3 separate regions of the Drosophila melanogaster genome follow, and all the other regions are linked to region 3. A link is a contact called in public ChIA-PET and Hi-C data. All regions are on one chromosome and are shown on one strand. The core of a region is the stretch at or near the end of the contact, and the rest is flanking DNA. Distances in the headings are between cores, read along the strand shown. Region 1 holds the start of CG13962. Region 2 holds the start of barr (barren). Region 3 holds the start of lncRNA:CR45183 (long non-coding RNA:CR45183).

The links. Hi-C and Micro-C count contacts between places; a contact is called where the count stands out from the background. ChIA-PET counts read pairs in DNA pulled down with a chosen protein or histone mark.
Region 1: a contact with region 3 is called in a Hi-C map of the OSC cell line, with 2.1 times the contacts expected there. The contact joins the promoter of CG13962 here to the promoter of lncRNA:CR45183 in region 3. A contact is called at or near these places in 14 of 107 Hi-C or Micro-C datasets (the Kc167 cell line, the OSC cell line, the Ras3 cell line and 5 more).
Region 2: a contact with region 3 is called in an RNA polymerase II ChIA-PET map of the Kc167 cell line, with 7 times the contacts expected there. The contact joins the promoter of barr here to the promoter of lncRNA:CR45183 in region 3. A contact is called at or near these places in 10 of 107 Hi-C or Micro-C datasets (the Clone 8 cell line, the Kc167 cell line, the S2 cell line and 4 more) and 1 of 6 datasets of contacts at active chromatin or transcription factors (the Kc167 cell line).

The regions. Positions count from the first base shown.
Region 1 is chr2L:19,813,038-19,815,981 of dm6, forward strand. CG13962 reads right to left here and starts at 1,495. Exons shown (of 2, transcript NM_001273682.1): 1 at 1,437-1,495; 2 at 667-1,376. The coding sequence starts at 1,280. The coding sequence ends at 822. The region is part of intron 2 of sick (sickie); the gene reads left to right. snRNA:U2:38ABa (small nuclear RNA U2 at 38AB a) reads right to left here and starts at 2,768; the gene lies at 2,577-2,768.
Region 2 is chr2L:20,060,107-20,062,806 of dm6, forward strand. barr (barren) reads right to left here and starts at 1,264. Exons shown (of 4, transcript NM_001299165.1): 1 at 1,080-1,264; 2 at 306-910; 3 at 1-246. The coding sequence starts at 617. It overlaps lok (loki), which reads left to right and starts at 1,316. Exons shown (of 7, transcript NM_057871.4): 1 at 1,316-1,614; 2 at 1,676-1,957; 3 at 2,042-2,199; 4 at 2,439-2,547; 5 at 2,628-2,700. The coding sequence starts at 1,771.
Region 3 is chr2L:19,932,860-19,935,613 of dm6, forward strand. lncRNA:CR45183 (long non-coding RNA:CR45183) reads right to left here and starts at 1,458. Exons shown (of 1, transcript NR_124388.1): 1 at 777-1,458. All of the region lies in intron 12 of sick (sickie), which reads left to right.

The DNA.
Region 1 (2,944 bases), core at 245-2,744, 120 kb before region 3:
GGGCGGAGGCAAGCTAGCTAGCTAGCTGGTTTTGTCTGTCGAAAATTGTTTAGCCTTCGTCTTCTTCGTCGCGTTGTCAAGTGATTTGGAAAATTGAATTGATCAATCGCTTTGTCAATTCTGTTACCTATTACTGATTGGCGAGTTTATAGTGTTTGGCTGAATTGGTTGTTCCTAATTATACCTGTTACTCGTAGAGTATACTAGATTCGTTGAAAAGTATGTAACAGACAGAAGGAGGCGTTTCCGACCATATAAATATAAATATATATTCTTGATCAGGATCAAGAGCCGAGTCGATCTGCTTGTAAGATTGTACCTATAACCATATTGTAACTCTAAAGGCTAAAAGGTTGAGATTCAGAGTACAGATTCTAGAGATTCATGTTGCCACGCCGCACAACCGCACAAAACTATCACGCCCACACTTTTGAAAAATGTTTTGATATTTTTTTTAGTCTTGTAAATTTCTATCGATAATTTAATACATTAGGAAGTAGGATCTCGATCCATAAGAAATGAACATTGATTTTGCCATGAATTAACATTTATTTCCAAGTCTTCAAAGTCCATGAAAATATGAGTATTTACTACTAAAAATACACTCAATGTTGGATTAAATCTAAAATTATTCCAAACATCTCTTATCAGTGAATAATGCGAATTATCTCTTATATGAATTATGCAGATAATATTTTAAATAAAAATAATCTCTCTTTCGTTGCCAACCATGACAACAAATTGTGATAACAATATAATGTCATATTAATCCACTTCTAATTTTCATTCCATGTTGTGTAAATCGTTTTATTGACTTAAGCTTAGTACCTATCCTTGAAGCTCATGACTTTCATAAAGAGAGCTTCGTGCTGCTGTATATCAGTGGAAGCGATGTATTTGTCGATCGCCTCGAGGAGCTCACTTTCCCGAGCTATTGTGGTCGGAGACAACATGGCTTTCATTTGGGTGGCACCTTCGACAAACTTATTGTGGAGTTTCTCATTCTCATTGGCGAATTCAGTGCTAACGCCCAGTAAACCCAGCAGGCTCATTCCAATCACCTGGGATTCAGGTGCCGATTGACTCAGCTCGCTGTTGAGTCCCTCGAATACCTGTTGCAGTTCGTAGATATAGTTATATTTCTCGCCAGTTGTGCCTCGCTGTTTGAGACTCTTGCCCTTGTTGGCATAGGCCTGGAGGGCAGCCGTTCCCGGTCCACGTTGTTCAAGCGGAACTGTGTCCACAACTTGTTGCACGAATTTGATGGTGAGTGACATCATATTATGGATTTGAATGCCACGGAGGGTGTCAGCATAGTCAAAGAAATGAGCTAACATCTCGTTTTGCGATTTCGCAGGAGCAGCACACGAAAGGCTCTATGGAATATCCGTTGGGTTAAGACAATGAGATCCGACTTTTTCAATTTTTTTACTTACTACAGCAGCTATGGCAAATACTATAAGCATACAACGCATCTTCAGCAAGTGATTTAATTCGACTCAAATAATTTTGAGCAGAGATAGGCTTTTTATACACATGTCGTTATCAGTGAGTCGTTGATTTCTTTTATGAATTACTGTGTTTTTAAGCTGGCTCACGAGATAAAGTAAATGCGATTAGGAACTAGAAAGGAATATTGAATATATTGTATTGAACTTTTGCTATAAAGTCTGGAGAGATATTCCCACGGAATAGTGCAGAAAAGGGTCTGGCTACTCATTGTATTAAGATACAAATGATTTAATTATTAATGACAATTACTTTCGAATACATTCAATATAAACGCAGATGTGTATTCACGGTCAACGTGAAGAAAGGTGGCTGATGGAGTGTATAAGAAGGTGGTTATGTTTATTGTTAGCTTGAATACCAAACGAGACCATCATTGCAAGGAATATGGATATGGACGTGACAAAGTATTTGACTTATGATAGTTGGCTCGTAAAATCTTACTTGGAAACCCACTAGCCGATTGACCAGAGATTGCTCCCTCTGATTACTATTTTTCCTCACGATGGCTCATGGGCTGGCAGACTTCTTCGTTTATGATGTAGTCAAAAATGGATCGGTTCATGGATAGCAGAATCCGGGATTCGACAGGAAGATAACAAAAAGTAGTGGCTAGCGAAAAAGAAAATACTTTTAATGATTTAAATGTATAAAAAACTATTGGGTCCAGTCCATAGACTATCAGATTCCATTTTAACCAATTCAGGCAACTATAAAATTAAAAATCAATCAGTAATAGGTAACAGAATTGACAAAGCGATTGATCAATTCAATTTTCCAAATCACTTGACAACGCGACGAAGAAGACGAAGGCTAAACAATTTTCGACAGACAAAACCAGCTAGCTAGCTAGCTTGCCTCCGCCCAAAAGGAATAGAATCGATGCGAAGAGGCAAGGCAAAGGACACTTTCGCAATGTCAGCAGGAAACTACAATCCTACCATTCGAATTTGCATGTAAAAGGGCGAGATTGTTTTAAACGTCAAGCGTGTAAGACTTTTCCCAATAAAGAAGGTTGTAAAGAGAGCATTCTTCACTAATGTTTATAATTAAATATTTATTATTCAGTTGGGCCGAAATCCCGGCGGTACTGCAATACCGGGCCAACCCGTGACAGAGGTGGAGCAAGCCCCTAGCACTCCGTCTGATTCCAAAAATCAGTTTAACATTTGTTGTCCTCCAATGGAGGAACTATCAGATGTTAAGCTGATAAGAACAGATACTACACTTTGATCTTAGCCATAAGGCCGAGAAGCGATAACTACTCCTTCCCAGGACAAAGGACTTCATGCGACTGCAGCTAAAATCAGTTGGGAATTACTTTACTTGCAGACTTCAGAATCGAATATAGTTATTGCATATTTCAGGGAGGGTTTTTACTCACATAGCAAAGGTCCTTGGATAATCTGGTGAGATAACATTCAGGTATAAATAT
Region 2 (2,700 bases), core at 14-2,513, 130 kb after region 3:
GGATATGGGTTTCTTTTGCCGTTTGGGCTTCGGTGCTGCTTCTTTTGCTGCCTGTTGCGCTGAGTCCTGACCCTCGCCAGTAGCCTGTTCACCTTGGGGGCCATCATCATCCTCGGCAGCATTTATTTGCTTATCCGTAAGAGTTCGTGCACTCAAGCCAGCTGAAATGCGCATGGCGTCCAAGTAGATGGAGTCCACACGCAGGCCGTAAACCTTGGAAGAGGCTTCTAAAGAGGAACCAGCCATCTAGGGTATAACATCATGAAATTATTACATTTACATAAACTGAATGAGGCAAAACCCACCTTGAAGTTGCTCATGCGCTTGTGATGGTGATCCAGCAAATTGGCCAACGAATCGATGAGCATCAGGTTCCAGGCGTTGTCCTTGCTCACCTTGTTGCCATTGTAGAGCTCCAAGCAATTTTTGATGGTCTCATTGTCCTCGATGGACTCCAGAGTGCTCGACCGGTGATGCTGCTGAAGGAGCGTGCGACGTCGGGCTTCCCGCCTTTCCGCCTCGTCGTCGTTAAAGGGGGTTAGCATGCGGGACACCCCCTCCTGGTAACTGCCTACTGCGGACCGCCTGAGCGGAGTTTCTAAGCGGGGCAGAGTCATCCTTTCAAGGAAGTGGATAAATCAGAGATGAAGTCAGAGAACAGCACAAGGAATTTTGGTTGCCGTAGGCTGATGGTTTTGGAGAGTGTTAATAAGCACACTCACTTTTAATAATAGCTGTGATCCCAATTCGACAGTTTTGAATTTTTTGTTTTTTGATGATTTGTTGATTGTATTTTGTCTATTTCTGTTTTTGCGCTGGTATTGGTAATAGTTTACAGTTTCTTTCAAACGACGCCGCAATTTAGGGCTGCATTTCAGTGTTGGTTAAAACTAAAGGTGTGCCAAGCTAGCTAGATAATATGGACAGGAAAATCGCTAAAGAATTAGCTATAAAGTATTGCGGAATATAATTAACTAGTATAAACATGATACATAATTTTATCATATGAGAAAAATGAAATAAACAAACTTAATTTACACCTTAAAGCTTCGAAATCGAATAAAAACACGATAGCTTACAATGGAATTTCTTTAAGTTCAGGGCTGCACAGGTCCTGCCAGTGCTGAATGGATTTCAACAATGGATGGCCGTTAAATTTCAAATACATGTACCATATTAAAGAAACTACGATCTGTAAAGGAATTAATCTGTTTCAATACTTTTAGTTTTTTATATAATTTTCAGTCCGGTAGTTAATTAGTATTTTTTCTTTTGACAATAAAGTCTTAACCTAAGCAATATTTAATTTGTAAAAACCCTTAATTTTTCCTTGGGACTCTTGCCAACACTGGCGCTGATAATCACCCCATCCCTGGAAGGCGGCAACTTTTACACACACTGCCGCAGAAATTGTAGTCCCTCGCGCAGTTCACATCGAACCAATGTCGTGATTTTTGTTAGTTTTCGTTGTTTTCGTCTGATAAACTCTAAATAACTATCAGCCAGCGCTGTGCGAAAAGCTCGATGTAATCGAATTGGGCAGAAGAAACGCTCAGAGATTCAAACCCATAGCTTCTATAGATCTATAGCTTTTCCGAAGATCGGACTCCTCGTGTATGTGTGCATTTCTGCCTGTGGTAGTGCTGGAGTAACTGGACATTTCGAATTTACGCAGTTCCAGGCAAACCTAACGGGTTTTCCAGTTCGACTTGCGGAATAGCAGGAATACGAGATTACGGGGCTACGGAGTTTCGGAGTTTTGGAATCACTATGGCACGCGACACACAAGGAACGCAGGGAACCCAGAGTCAGGCCTCCAATATCTGGACGCAGGTGGAGAGCCAGCCGATGGAGAAGATAGTCTGGGGTCGATTGTACGGCAAGAACATTAAGATCAAATCGCTGGGTACGAGTTCAAAATACCGAATCATTTATACGCATTCGTCCTTTTCTGTTGGTAACCACATTTCCTCCTGTTTTGTGTCCCCATTGCGTGTGCTCCTCATGTATTAATGACGATCCCATGCTGAACTGTTTGCAGATCTCAACAACGACGAGTTCACCGCAGGACGAGGGGAGGCCAACGACTTGATCCTCACGCTCAACGATTTGCCCGAGAAAATCCTGACGCGCATTTCCAAAGTGCATTTTATCATAAAGCGGGCAAACTGCGAACTTACCAATCCAGTTTATATTCAGGTAGGTGGAAGTTCCAAACCCAAAAGCTCTGAAGGAAGCCTTGAAAAAAAAGATAGCAAATTCAGAACCCACAAGAGCAGAATTCAAATTAAGTTTTATTTATGTTTTGTTGAGATTATCAAAAAAGGTAACTTCAATATTGAATATTTCCCACAATTAATTTACAAAAAGAAGTTACTATTCCGTATAATTCCGTATATTATTAAAATGTAGTAACCTTGTTTCCGCCCATTTCGCAGGATCTCTCACGCAACGGGACGTTTGTGAATAACGAGAAAATTGGCACAAACAGGATGCGAATCCTAAAGAATGACGACGTAATTTCCCTGTCCCACCCAACGTACAAAGGTAAGCGATCGACAAGCAGGTATAGCTATCGACAAGGACTCGCAAGTAATTTGATGTTTTGCACCTGCCCTCCCTTGTAGCCTTTGTATTCAAGGATCTCAGCCCGAATGAGTCGATCGGGCTTCCCGAGGAGATTAACAAGACGTATTATGT
Region 3 (2,754 bases), core at 208-2,707:
TAAGACAAAGGGGCATAACTATAACAGATTAGACGAATCGCCTCAAGCGCCACAACTCGCGCCAAATCTCAGAACTACTGCCAGATGACTTTATCTGCACCGAATGAAATAAAGATACGGATGGTAGCGAAGGTTACTAGAATATAGAATATAGGCTATAGGATAAGTGCGGGCGAATGTTTTGTGTTTGCTGGCCCAAAATTTAATTGATTTGATCTTTGAAGAGAGAGCACTTGAAAGTATAAGGAAGAATATGACTTTTTCTTCAGGAGCTTGATTCAAATTTGTTTAACTACATGTTATTTTTTCTAAATTTAGTGCAAATAGCATCTCGTTTAATTTACCCTTTAAGTGACCCTTGGTTGCCAACTGAGCAATCGCCTAAATTGCTTAATGGATGTAGCGCAAATATTTATGATTGTCTCAAGTAAAAAATAAGACATGAAATTCAGGTTCATGCTCATGAGTAGTTCATGCTAGAAACGTATTTTTAAGTGGCTATAATGACTTATAAAACTAATGTATTGCTCTTTTTCTTTCAGGTAAGTAAAAAATGTCCAGTTGTTGTCTTTCAAATGTATACACTCAGAATGGGTATGTATGTAGATGTTACTATAAAAACAATTCAATGTGGGTCATTTATAAGCAATTTATTTCTATTGTGTCTGCTCTCATTGTAATATGAATATTTCCTTTAATCTCGAAGGGCACAGTTCATGGCATATTTATAATACTACCATCTAATAAGTAGTATTTTACCAAAGTATCCATCATTTATATCGCTGTCATCAATCGAGCATGAAATCAATTCCACGCCGCTATTACTACTTTTCACAAATAAGCCATTTCGAATATATGCCACTGGATATGCCAAAAGCAGTTAAACTAATGCCAAGTCGGCGATTTATGCTGAGTGCCACCAAAAGTCGGCGACAAATGGTGATGGGGAGGAGCTTCAGAGGCAACAACCCGACTTCATCTTGATTGGCGATAATCAATCATTTTTTAGCGACCGCCCACTAGACTCGTTAAGCGCACCACCCGGCGAAGTTTTAGCAGCTCTATTATGTCCCAGTCCCTGGAACTTGGCCTCCATGCGAGACTTCGAAAGCATAAAAGTATGTGCAGACATTTCTTTAGTGGCGCCGCCGAGTCTCGCGCCAAAAATAAACGACATTGGGCGCTGTGCGTCCCCACCGGGTTGTCCTTCACTTTGGCCTTACGACCAGCCACAAAACACAAAACTCAAATTTGCAATTTTTTCCACTTTGCTGTTCGTCGACCAGTCGTCCTGCCATCCTCGCCGCCAAGGAAGCTGCGTCTGTAATTTTTTCGCTCTGCATAGTTGTGCGCACATCTAAATAAGCACATCGTCGATGGGGCAGAAGCCTGCGACGCGCTCCACAAAAACATACGTATCCTTCGGCGTTGGCGCCACACTGGCGCCTGACTCTGGTCGCCGGCAGTCCTGCAGGATACTCTGGATCAGGGCATGCTTGCTGTCCAATCCCCTGCGTAGCTCGGAAAGTTTGGCTTGTCTACATAAGTATTAGCACTAAGAACTATTTATTACTCAAAAAGCTTCATATTATATACAAAGTTGGATTGCTTAAAAAAAGTATAAAAATTATATCTAGACAAACATTAGAAATGTTGTTAGGATTGTGTAATTTTCCAAAAGCAACAAGAAATCGACTAATTTTCACAAAAACTCAAGTATTAAATAATTAACACGTGAGACATACAGATATGAAAACCCTTCTTGAAATTATTATAGAACCCTTTGTGTGTTAATTTATACCTCCTTTTCGTTAGTATTGTCGAGTTCAAAGCCAACGTAATTATAGTAATTCAGTTTTTTCACACGATTGGGTACAGGAATGTAGTTTCCATTCTCAGGATGTGACTTCCGCATCGCGTGTTATCCCATGTCCTGTGAACTGCATGTAGTGCCCCTGAAAATCGAGAGACCCGGCCTTCAGAGCATCCACCCCCTCCGCTTTGTTTTCCCTTTGGAGTCTGTTATTTGTTTTGTCGCCGACAAGGCGGCGTCACTTCCCAGCTGCTGCTGCTGCGCAGTCGACGTCGCGGCAGGAGCAGTTGCCAAAGGATTTTTCGAGTCGAGTGTGTCATATTCAGTTCCGCGTTTGAAGTCGAGCCACACGCACCAGGAATCGGAGTTACAAGGGTATCGATCTTTGTGCTCCACCGCACATCGCAATCAATTCAGTTCCTGGTACTTAAAGATACTGAAAACTTTGCCAACATCAAGTTCCTTTTGCTAGACCCACAAGGGGAACTATTTCAAATTGAGCGAATCGGTAAAAACGAACGCATACGAACACGAACACAAACACGAACGAGCGCAACTGATCTTGCTCAATATCGGCGGGCTCAGTTCCAATCCGACTGCCAGCGGAGCAGCACGTACTGACGCACGTACTGACGCACGTACTGACGGCTGTATCTGAACCCAGAAGCGGAGTATCTGACGGGTGTTTTTTTCGAGCGGGTGTATCTGCAGTGCGTGATCGCTGGCGGCTGTTTGCCCAACTGATTACCGAAGTGTTGCGCGAAGTGAAGTGAAGATTTGTGAGAAATACAACAGAATTACGCGGGCCAATATGTTCATTGAGCAGAGCTCCAATGCTCCGGCTATAAATAAATGGTAAAACGCCAAAGCCAAATGAGAAACGTGTTTGTGACGTGCAAAAAAACAAAATACGCCTTGAAATGAATGGATACGAATTTGTG